2 separate regions of the Rattus norvegicus genome follow, and region 2 is linked to region 1. A link is a contact called in public Hi-C data. All regions are on one chromosome and are shown on one strand. The core of a region is the stretch at or near the end of the contact, and the rest is flanking DNA. Distances in the headings are between cores, read along the strand shown. Region 1 overlaps Kmt2c (lysine methyltransferase 2C). Region 2 holds the start of Prkag2 (protein kinase AMP-activated non-catalytic subunit gamma 2).

Region 1 (3,938 bases), core at 405-2,904:
ATCAAAGGTAAAGCCTCTCCAGTAGAAAGTACAGGAGGGTTTGGAAGGACTGGAAAATGTGTGTTCTGATGATCAAAGGCCAAAATTAAAATCACAAATAAATGGTATTGAAATAGAATATTTGGTGGACACAGGAGCTGCTGTGACTATCATCTCACAAAAATCTTGGAATTCAGAACAGTACTTCAGAAGGTTTATACCCGGTTTCCAGGAATTAGAAAGTTATCTCAGATAAAACAAGGTGTGCGATGGGTTAAATGTATGGGACCAAAATGCCAAACAGGAAAGTTAAGACCTTATGTGGACACCCATAAATTTATGAGGAAGGGATCTTTAACAACGGTGAGGTACTCAGATTACTATTCCTGCAATCCCAGAGATAGCTGGTGATTAAACGGGGAGTGAATTGGTAGTGTTCCTGCAGAAGATATTGATAGAAGTTATCAAAAACAAGCCCAGGCCGTGCCAATTGCCCAAACACAGGACATAATAGGGATTGAGTTTCCAAACTCATAGGGGGACGCATTATTGAATTACTGATGGCACTACCCTTAAAATGGTGGACTGATAAGGCAGGGCGTGTAGAGCGGTGGCCATTAACTAAGGAGAAATCACAGGCACTAGAGGTGCAGCATACAGAAGAATCTACCAGTCCTTGGGATTCGTCAATACCTTATAAAAACGGGAAATGTAGGGTGTTAACAGACTTGATCCTGGTGTCTAGAGTAATCCGACCAATAGGTCTGTTACACCCTAGATTCCTTTATCTTCTTTATTACCTAAGGCATGGCCTACAATAGTAATTGACTTGAAAGACTGCTTTTAAATTATCCCCTTGCGAGAGCAATTTAAAGAAAAATTGTTTTCACAGTGCCTACTGTCAACCTGTAAACAGATGTCTGTGGAAAGTTCTTCTACAGGAAAAGAAAAGCTATTGATACATCAAAACTGGCAAAAATTAGAGCAGGAGAGGTCTCCTGAAAACATTGGCCACTGACTTGAAAAGCACTTATTTCATTGAAAATGCCTCTGTTTATAATTTCCTGCTACACACTGAACAATTAATGACTTAAAACAGAAGGGGGTGTGTGGGGACTTTTTTTTTCCTTAGAATTCTTGAATTTTGGTTTCTTTAAAAAGCACAGAAATATTGTAAGAATGTCCTTTCATTTTAATTCCGGGCGTAGGGATGTGGGGAAGCTTCGGACTATCCACAGCTGACTGTGATGTTCCTCGTGCTCTAGCAGAAGTGTGGTTTGGCCAACTGCAGATAATTTCTGTGACCGGGTGATTTTTGGAGTTCCAGAAACTTTCCAGAGGGTGTATAAATACTAGACCCCCGTCAGCATGGGAGCAGGTAGTTGCTGGTTGTGTAGGGAGGTTGGTTAGAGAGGATAGTAGCTTCGGTCAAAGAAGAAACAAAAGGAAAGATATTAGATTCAGGGATCCACCCCTCCCCACCACATCCTTTCTCATCTGGGGCTGGAGGTGAAACCAGAAGGATAAAGGTTAGGAAAGAGAAGGCTCCACAAAGTAGCAAAGACCAGCTACAAAGCACATTTTCAGTTTGCTTTCATGATCATTAGGGTTTAAATATAAAAATGCTGGCTGGGGTTGTGTCCCAGTCAGGAGAGTGAGTGCCCAGTGTACACAACATCCTGGGGACAAGTTCCCATCATTGTATAAAGTGAGCATAGTGGTGTGTGCACTCTGGAGGTGGAACATGGACTGAAATTCAAGGTCATCCTTGGCTACAAAGTGAGTTGAGCTAGCCTGTGCTATGTGGGCCCTGTCTTCAAAGTGGGGAGGGAAGCTGGAGAGACGACTTAACTGCTAAGAACACTTGCTGCTCTTCCAGAAGACCAGAGCTTGGGTCCCAGCACCCTCTGTCAGGGGGAATCAGACAATATCTTCTGGCCTCCCGTTACCCTCACAAATATGTTCATCCCCACACAGAGGCACACATGTATACACACATAAATAAAAATAAAATCTTTTAAAAAGTAAAGAAGAAAGGTAAGTACTTTACAGGATACAATTCTTCCAGATGAATCAAGGCCTTTTCCTGGATTTGTTAAATATTGAACAACTAGCTGGAGAGTCCAGTGTTGCTGATAAGCATGTTTGCCTTGGCAAAGGGACACCCCCAGCGCCCCGCTTCCCTGGCTTTTCATCCATTGACTGATGTGCCTGGTGGGGGCTGTAATCCCCCATTCACCTCTCTGCAACTGCCTAACAGAGTCTCAGATGACAACAGCTGCTGATGGAGGTCAGAAAAACAACTGCAGAAAATGAGAATTACCAGAGCGAAGAGTCTGTCATCGTAAAGCCAAAACCTTTCCCATGAGGCTTGAGGCCCACGGCCAGGCAGGGTGGATGTGTTCTGGAACGTTATCCTGCACCTTGGACAGTCATCAAATAGAAGGAAAGTTCATGACTGTGCTAAAATCAGGCCTTTCTTCTTTCATTCATTTATTCATTGTCTTTGTGTGGTAAATTCTAATTGAGTCCCTTCTCTGTTGCAGACACTGCTGAGTGCTGGGGTCATAGAACAAGGGATGCAGTTGACTAAGTCAGGCAGGGAGTCACAGAAAGCCAACAAGTATAAAGCCAGGTTGCCGAGGGCTACGGGACATGTACCAGTCTAGGGAAACCCACTCCCCAAGCTTGGGGCACTGGAGAAGCACCAGCCACAACCTTGCTGCTGAATAATAGAATCGCTTACGATCAGAACCCACAACAGAATGGTGGCTGGTGGAGACAGACAACTCCCAGACTAATGGGAAATAAAGCATGAAACTGAGACTAACTCTGAGACACCATGGTGTTGGGGGCATCCAGAGGAACCGAGTCCCTCTGTTCAGCTCTCTGGATCTGCTCACTGCCTCTTCCCTGCTTGCTCTGCGTCTGGGGTACTGCCCTTACGGGATATACCTATAACCACCCCAACTTCTAGCCTGTGGTTGCTTGGACCAGTGGAAACCACACCAGAAACTGGACTTGCAGAATGGAACCTATTCCTTCCTGCTTTCCTGGTGGGTGGCCTTGTCCTGACTGGGTTTTTCATGCCTCACAGAGCATGGTGGCTTCCACTCTCAACCCACCACCACCTCTTCGTCTTGCTCAAGGGCAAGGGTCAGAAGGTATCTTGATGTCACTAAGTCCAGGTCCCCCTGCTCTCACCCTTGTAAACAGTTCAGTATTGATCTTTCCTCAAATTACTTAAATGCAAATTGCGGGTGTTGGGACCCTGATGAACATGCATCTCGTTTGGGGGCTGGGCTCATTTTTTTTTGTCTTTTATGTTTTGATAGCTCTCTATAATAACCGCCTTTGGCAGTGTGTGGTCAACACACAGCTCCTTATTTTCTGTGAGAACCACCTCTAAATCACAGGCTAGCTCAAGATCCACATCTGTGCCAAGTGCCCATAATCGACTGGACTAAAGGCCAAAGGTCAACTAAGCTAAGCAGATGTGCTATCCTAGAACCCCAGCGAGACCGTGGATCTCTGTCAGCTTTGGCAAATCAATCTTACAAACAAATAAACAAGCAAACACGGCATGGCTAAGAGGAGAGGAGGCTGGGATGGCTGATCTTGGTTGTCAGTTTGACTACCGCTGCCATTAACTAAGTCCCAAGCTGCTGGGCACACACGTGAGGAATCATATTATTTGAAGCAAGAAGACCCACCCTTGCCCTGGCAGCTCCCTCTGGTGGCATCCTAGATAAAATTGTGTGCCCTCACCTGGCTGGCAAGTCCACCCATTACTGTTGAGACATTTCTGGACCTGTATTAGAACCCACTGGATTCCAGCATAGACTGAGGACCATCAGCAATCCGGGACTCCTCCAGGACCCCTGTATCATACCGGGACTCATCAGCGTCATGGTCTGTGTAACTACAAGGTTTGTGGCCTTTCCATCATGAGACAGCCA
Region 2 (3,938 bases), core at 502-3,001, 48 kb before region 1:
AAAGCCGGCTCTGGGATCAGCGTGGATGGATCAGCGTGGATGCTGTCAGGTAGCACAGGACGGAGGTGGGACTCACTGAGCTGTCCCACACTGCTTAGCATGTGCCTTTGTAAAAAACCTTTGCTTGCTTGGTCACTGCCAGGATGTAGCCAAGTGGTGTTCCCCTTTGAGTAAAGTTAAGGGCTAGAGTACACCTCCTGATCCCCCTCTACAGAGAGGAGAACAAGTGCCCTTGGGCTACCAGCTGGGGCAGGCCAGACTGATGCTCAGTGCTGTGAGCAAGCGATTCCGCATGCTGCTCCCTCTGGCTGTTTAAATCAATGTCACCAAAGTCCAACCAAGGTGGCAGGGTGATCTGGGCTGAAGTTAGCAACAGCCCTGTATTATATGATAGGGACACCTCAAGCCCCCAGATTCCACGAGGCCCAAAATGTTTCTGGATCCAAACCAAGGGAATCATTGCAAAGGGCTCCCGCCGCGACTCACATGCATCCTGAGGAAATTGGTGTGGAGGGAGAGCCTTTTGGGGGTGCTGCCACACCGTGGCCCCTGCTATATTCCCACCCACCACTCTTTTCCTCAGTCCTCGGCGCTGACGCGCAGTTCCTCCGCTCACATTTCCCCACACTTCACAAGGTCGTTTTTCAACAAAACAATACAACTCACTACCCCCTCCCCAGCACCCGCACCGGCGGGATCCGGGGCTACGCCCAGTCCGCCGCCAGGCTTTGCGCACCCGGGAGCGCGCTTCTCTTACTCGCTTCCCAGCAGACACCCCTGCCTCTGTCCCAGACAGTCCCATAGCTCCACTAGAGTACGGACCAAGATCCAATCTCGGGCTCTGCGGCCCAGCTTGGGCCTTGCCCCTCCCCCTCCCCAGCCTCCCGAAGGGACAGGAGGGACAGGACGGCGCGCGCGGGTTGTCCCGTGTTAACCGCCTAGGCGCCGCCAGAGTCTGGAGCTCCAGGGATCGGACTCACCGGAATGTGCACTCGCAGTGACCGCCTCTTCAGGCTAGGGTTCTTTTTGCCACTGCTCCCGCCAGGGCTGGAAACCTCTTTCTTCTTCTTGGTGTCCATGGCTGCGCTTCCCATAACTTTAGCTAGAAGTTAATTCCGGTGCCTTGTTCCCGGGGTTCGGGCCCCTCGCTGCCCCCCAGGGCTGCTGCCGTTACACTGTAGCCACGCGCTTTTTATGACTGTCCTCCCACCCTGAAAACACCTCGTGGGGACTTCCGCGGGGAGGGCGGGTGGCGCAGGTAACACGCGGGGCTCCACCCGAGGGGCTGGCGGTCCGCGGAATGCCGGGTTGGAGCGTCCTCTTTCTCCTACAGAATCATCGGGTGCAGCGTCGCGGCCAGTGCTGCTTTTGGTTACGCGTGGCAGAAGTCTCGTGCTGGGTGATAAAGTTTTCCTCCTGCTGCAAAGCGAAGCAACATTTTCCACCTCTCGGCTCCTCCCACAGATTCCCAGAGGTAATCGGCCAGGCAGGTGCAATTAACAACAGCAATTTGGAAAACAACCTACCCTTGTCTCTGCCTGGTTGGAAACAGTGGCCAGAGACACTTAGTGGAGAAATGCATAACCCTGGGCCGCACAATAAAGCGGCAGGGAGCCTGGGACCCGGAGGGCCTCCTCTTTGGGCAAGAGGGAGGGCAGAGGGGGAAGAGGAGGTGCAAAGGCGAAGACTCGTCGCAATTGGGCTGGCGCGTGGCCGCAGGGATAAACTGTGGCGGCGGCTGGCTGGGTTCTGCGGGCCGAAGGGCGCGCCCCAACCCCTAGGGGAGAATAGGGCAGGGCGCCCGCCCGGGGCGGCCTCTGAGTCGCGTCCCCCGGCACCCTGGGGACTGTGGGGGCCGGGCCTGGCACCAACGCAGACTCCGGGAGCGCTGGGCGGTGGCAGGCGGCGCGCGCGTTGAACAGGAAGTGCGCGGCGTGCGGCGCCACTGTCCCACTCCACGCGGCCCACGCTGCCCCCGGGTGGTCGCCGTGCGCTCTCTGTCTCAAGGTAAGCGGGCTCCGGACTCGCCAGGAGCTGATTCTGATCCATGGTTTTGCAGTGTCTCTGTTTAGGTCCAACCCCCGGAAACACACACCCGCAGCCCAACCACGCCACGATTGAAACCCCGGGTCTAAGTGGCTCGGATGACCGCACTCGCTTCGCGCAATGCTGCCGCCCTGCTGCGTGTGGACCCTCATTCCTGTTCAGAGTGGCCCGTGGCGGGGTGAGTACAGGCTTTTCTCCACGACTTGGTTCTTTTCAGATTCATCAAAGATTGCGCAGCAAACCTTGATCTTCTGCAAAGGCGCTCTCATCTCTGTAAATGCTGAAGTCCTAAGACCACAGGAGGAAATGGGTGCGTCGGAGCCTGAAAGCAGGGCGAACACGCCACGTGCTCCCGGATCTTCAGAGCCACTGGCTGCAGATCTGCCACCGAGGGCTGCTCAGGGCCCTGTTGTACCTCCCGGGCAGCACGACCTTGGCTTCTGGTCTGAGAGAGGGGCGTGCTCCCGCTCCTGCTTAGAATTGAATACCGGATGAGCCCAAAGATTACTCCATCACTCTGAAGCTAACATCAGCCCATCTGCTCCTATCTGTAAACAGTAATATACAGACATTACTGTATATTACATCTGTAGAGTAAACGTGATAGTGGCCGCTTTGACGAAGACATGATGAGGGTGGTGATGGTAAGGAGGTGGTAGCCTTTACTTCTCTTCCTGCCCCTCTTCCTGCTCTCCCACTGTAGAGGATGTGGTTACCACTTTAAGACCATGATTTAGTAAAGGACCTATCCGTCCCATCAGAAACAACCTGGGTTTAGTTATCGCGTGGGTTTCCATGTTACCAGCCTAGTTCTGCAAATTAGGAACTACAGTTGTGGGGCAGAGGGGCCAGGTTCCTTGGTTCATTTACATCCTGCTGCCACACTTTCAAACCAAGAATGAAGTCACCCCCTCCCCAGAGCCCCCCAACCAGTATCCCTGAGCAGCTTCTGGAGAGTCCTCTGAAGGAACCTGCCTAGGATCAAAACTCAAGCCCGGTGTTGCCACCCTCCTCCCCAGCCTGGCTCCTCACTAAAGAGCCCCCAGAGATCCCCAAGACACCGTTCTACTGAGTGTTCAGATTGATTCCTAGAAGCAGAAGTGAGGAGTTTGAAGGGGTGCAGTATCAATGTCCAAGGAGGCCACCCTGAGCCCTAAAAAAAATCACTCCAGGATTGTCAACTGTCAAGTGTTCTCTCTCTGTAGTTTGAGACGTTCATCTCTTCATGATGGTGCCAGGGTGCATAAATGGTACCATGTGATGAGAAAGCTGTGGCTTTGTAAGAAAGAAGCAGCCATCAGAGGAAACAAGCAGACAGAGGGAAAGACTCGGAGGCGGAAAGCACATGTTCCTTATATCAATACCTTCCCGTGTGTGTGTGTGTGTGTGTGTGTGTGTGTGTGTGTGTGTGTGTGTGTACATGCATTGCTAGAATTATAAGCCTGTGCCAGCACACCACCTACGCCATCTCCCAACCTCAAGAACCAGCATTTTGATCGTGGCCTCCATGCCCAGCACTGCAGTAGACTTCAAGTTAATGATCTAATGTCTGTCTATCAAAGTCTTCTGAAAGAGCCATTTCAAGCACTGTGTGGACCAGGGTGGCCAAAGCCTGGCTGCTGGCTCGTGTTTTGTGCTCCTTTAACATCTGTGGGTTGTCACTGCTGTGTCCTTTCAGACAACAGAAAAAAAAAAGGTGGCCTCTTCTGTTTTAAAACCTTTATACATACACAAAACAAAAACAAAAACCACCTTTCCACCAGATTACAAAACTCTAGGAAATGTCTCAAGGGTGACCTTGAGCAAACTGCTGCCATGTCCTCCTGGCCTGTGACACAGTTGGTGAGGACAATTGCCTGTGTGTTTAGAACACAGTGATTTGATTCTGAGCA

The links. Hi-C and Micro-C count contacts between places; a contact is called where the count stands out from the background.
Region 2: a contact with region 1 is called in a Hi-C map of liver, with 3 times the contacts expected there. The contact joins the promoter of Prkag2 here to the enhancer-like site in region 1. A contact is called at or near these places in 3 of 12 Hi-C or Micro-C datasets (kidney and liver).

What each region holds. Positions count from the first base shown.
Region 1 is chr4:10,694,452-10,698,389 of GRCr8, reverse strand. All of the region lies in intron 45 of Kmt2c (lysine methyltransferase 2C), which reads right to left. Among named protein-coding and RNA genes, the nearest start is that of Galntl5, 39 kb to the right of the region's middle. Within about 2 kb of position 1,654, at least 2 of the 93 cell types and tissues checked have an H3K27ac peak or open chromatin away from gene starts, as enhancers often do. A contact at or near this core is called in liver, where this site is marked.
Region 2 is chr4:10,742,508-10,746,445 of GRCr8, reverse strand. Prkag2 (protein kinase AMP-activated non-catalytic subunit gamma 2) reads right to left here and starts at 1,751. Exons shown (of 16, transcript NM_001398879.1): 1 at 981-1,751. The coding sequence starts at 1,094. All of the region lies in intron 45 of Kmt2c (lysine methyltransferase 2C), which reads right to left.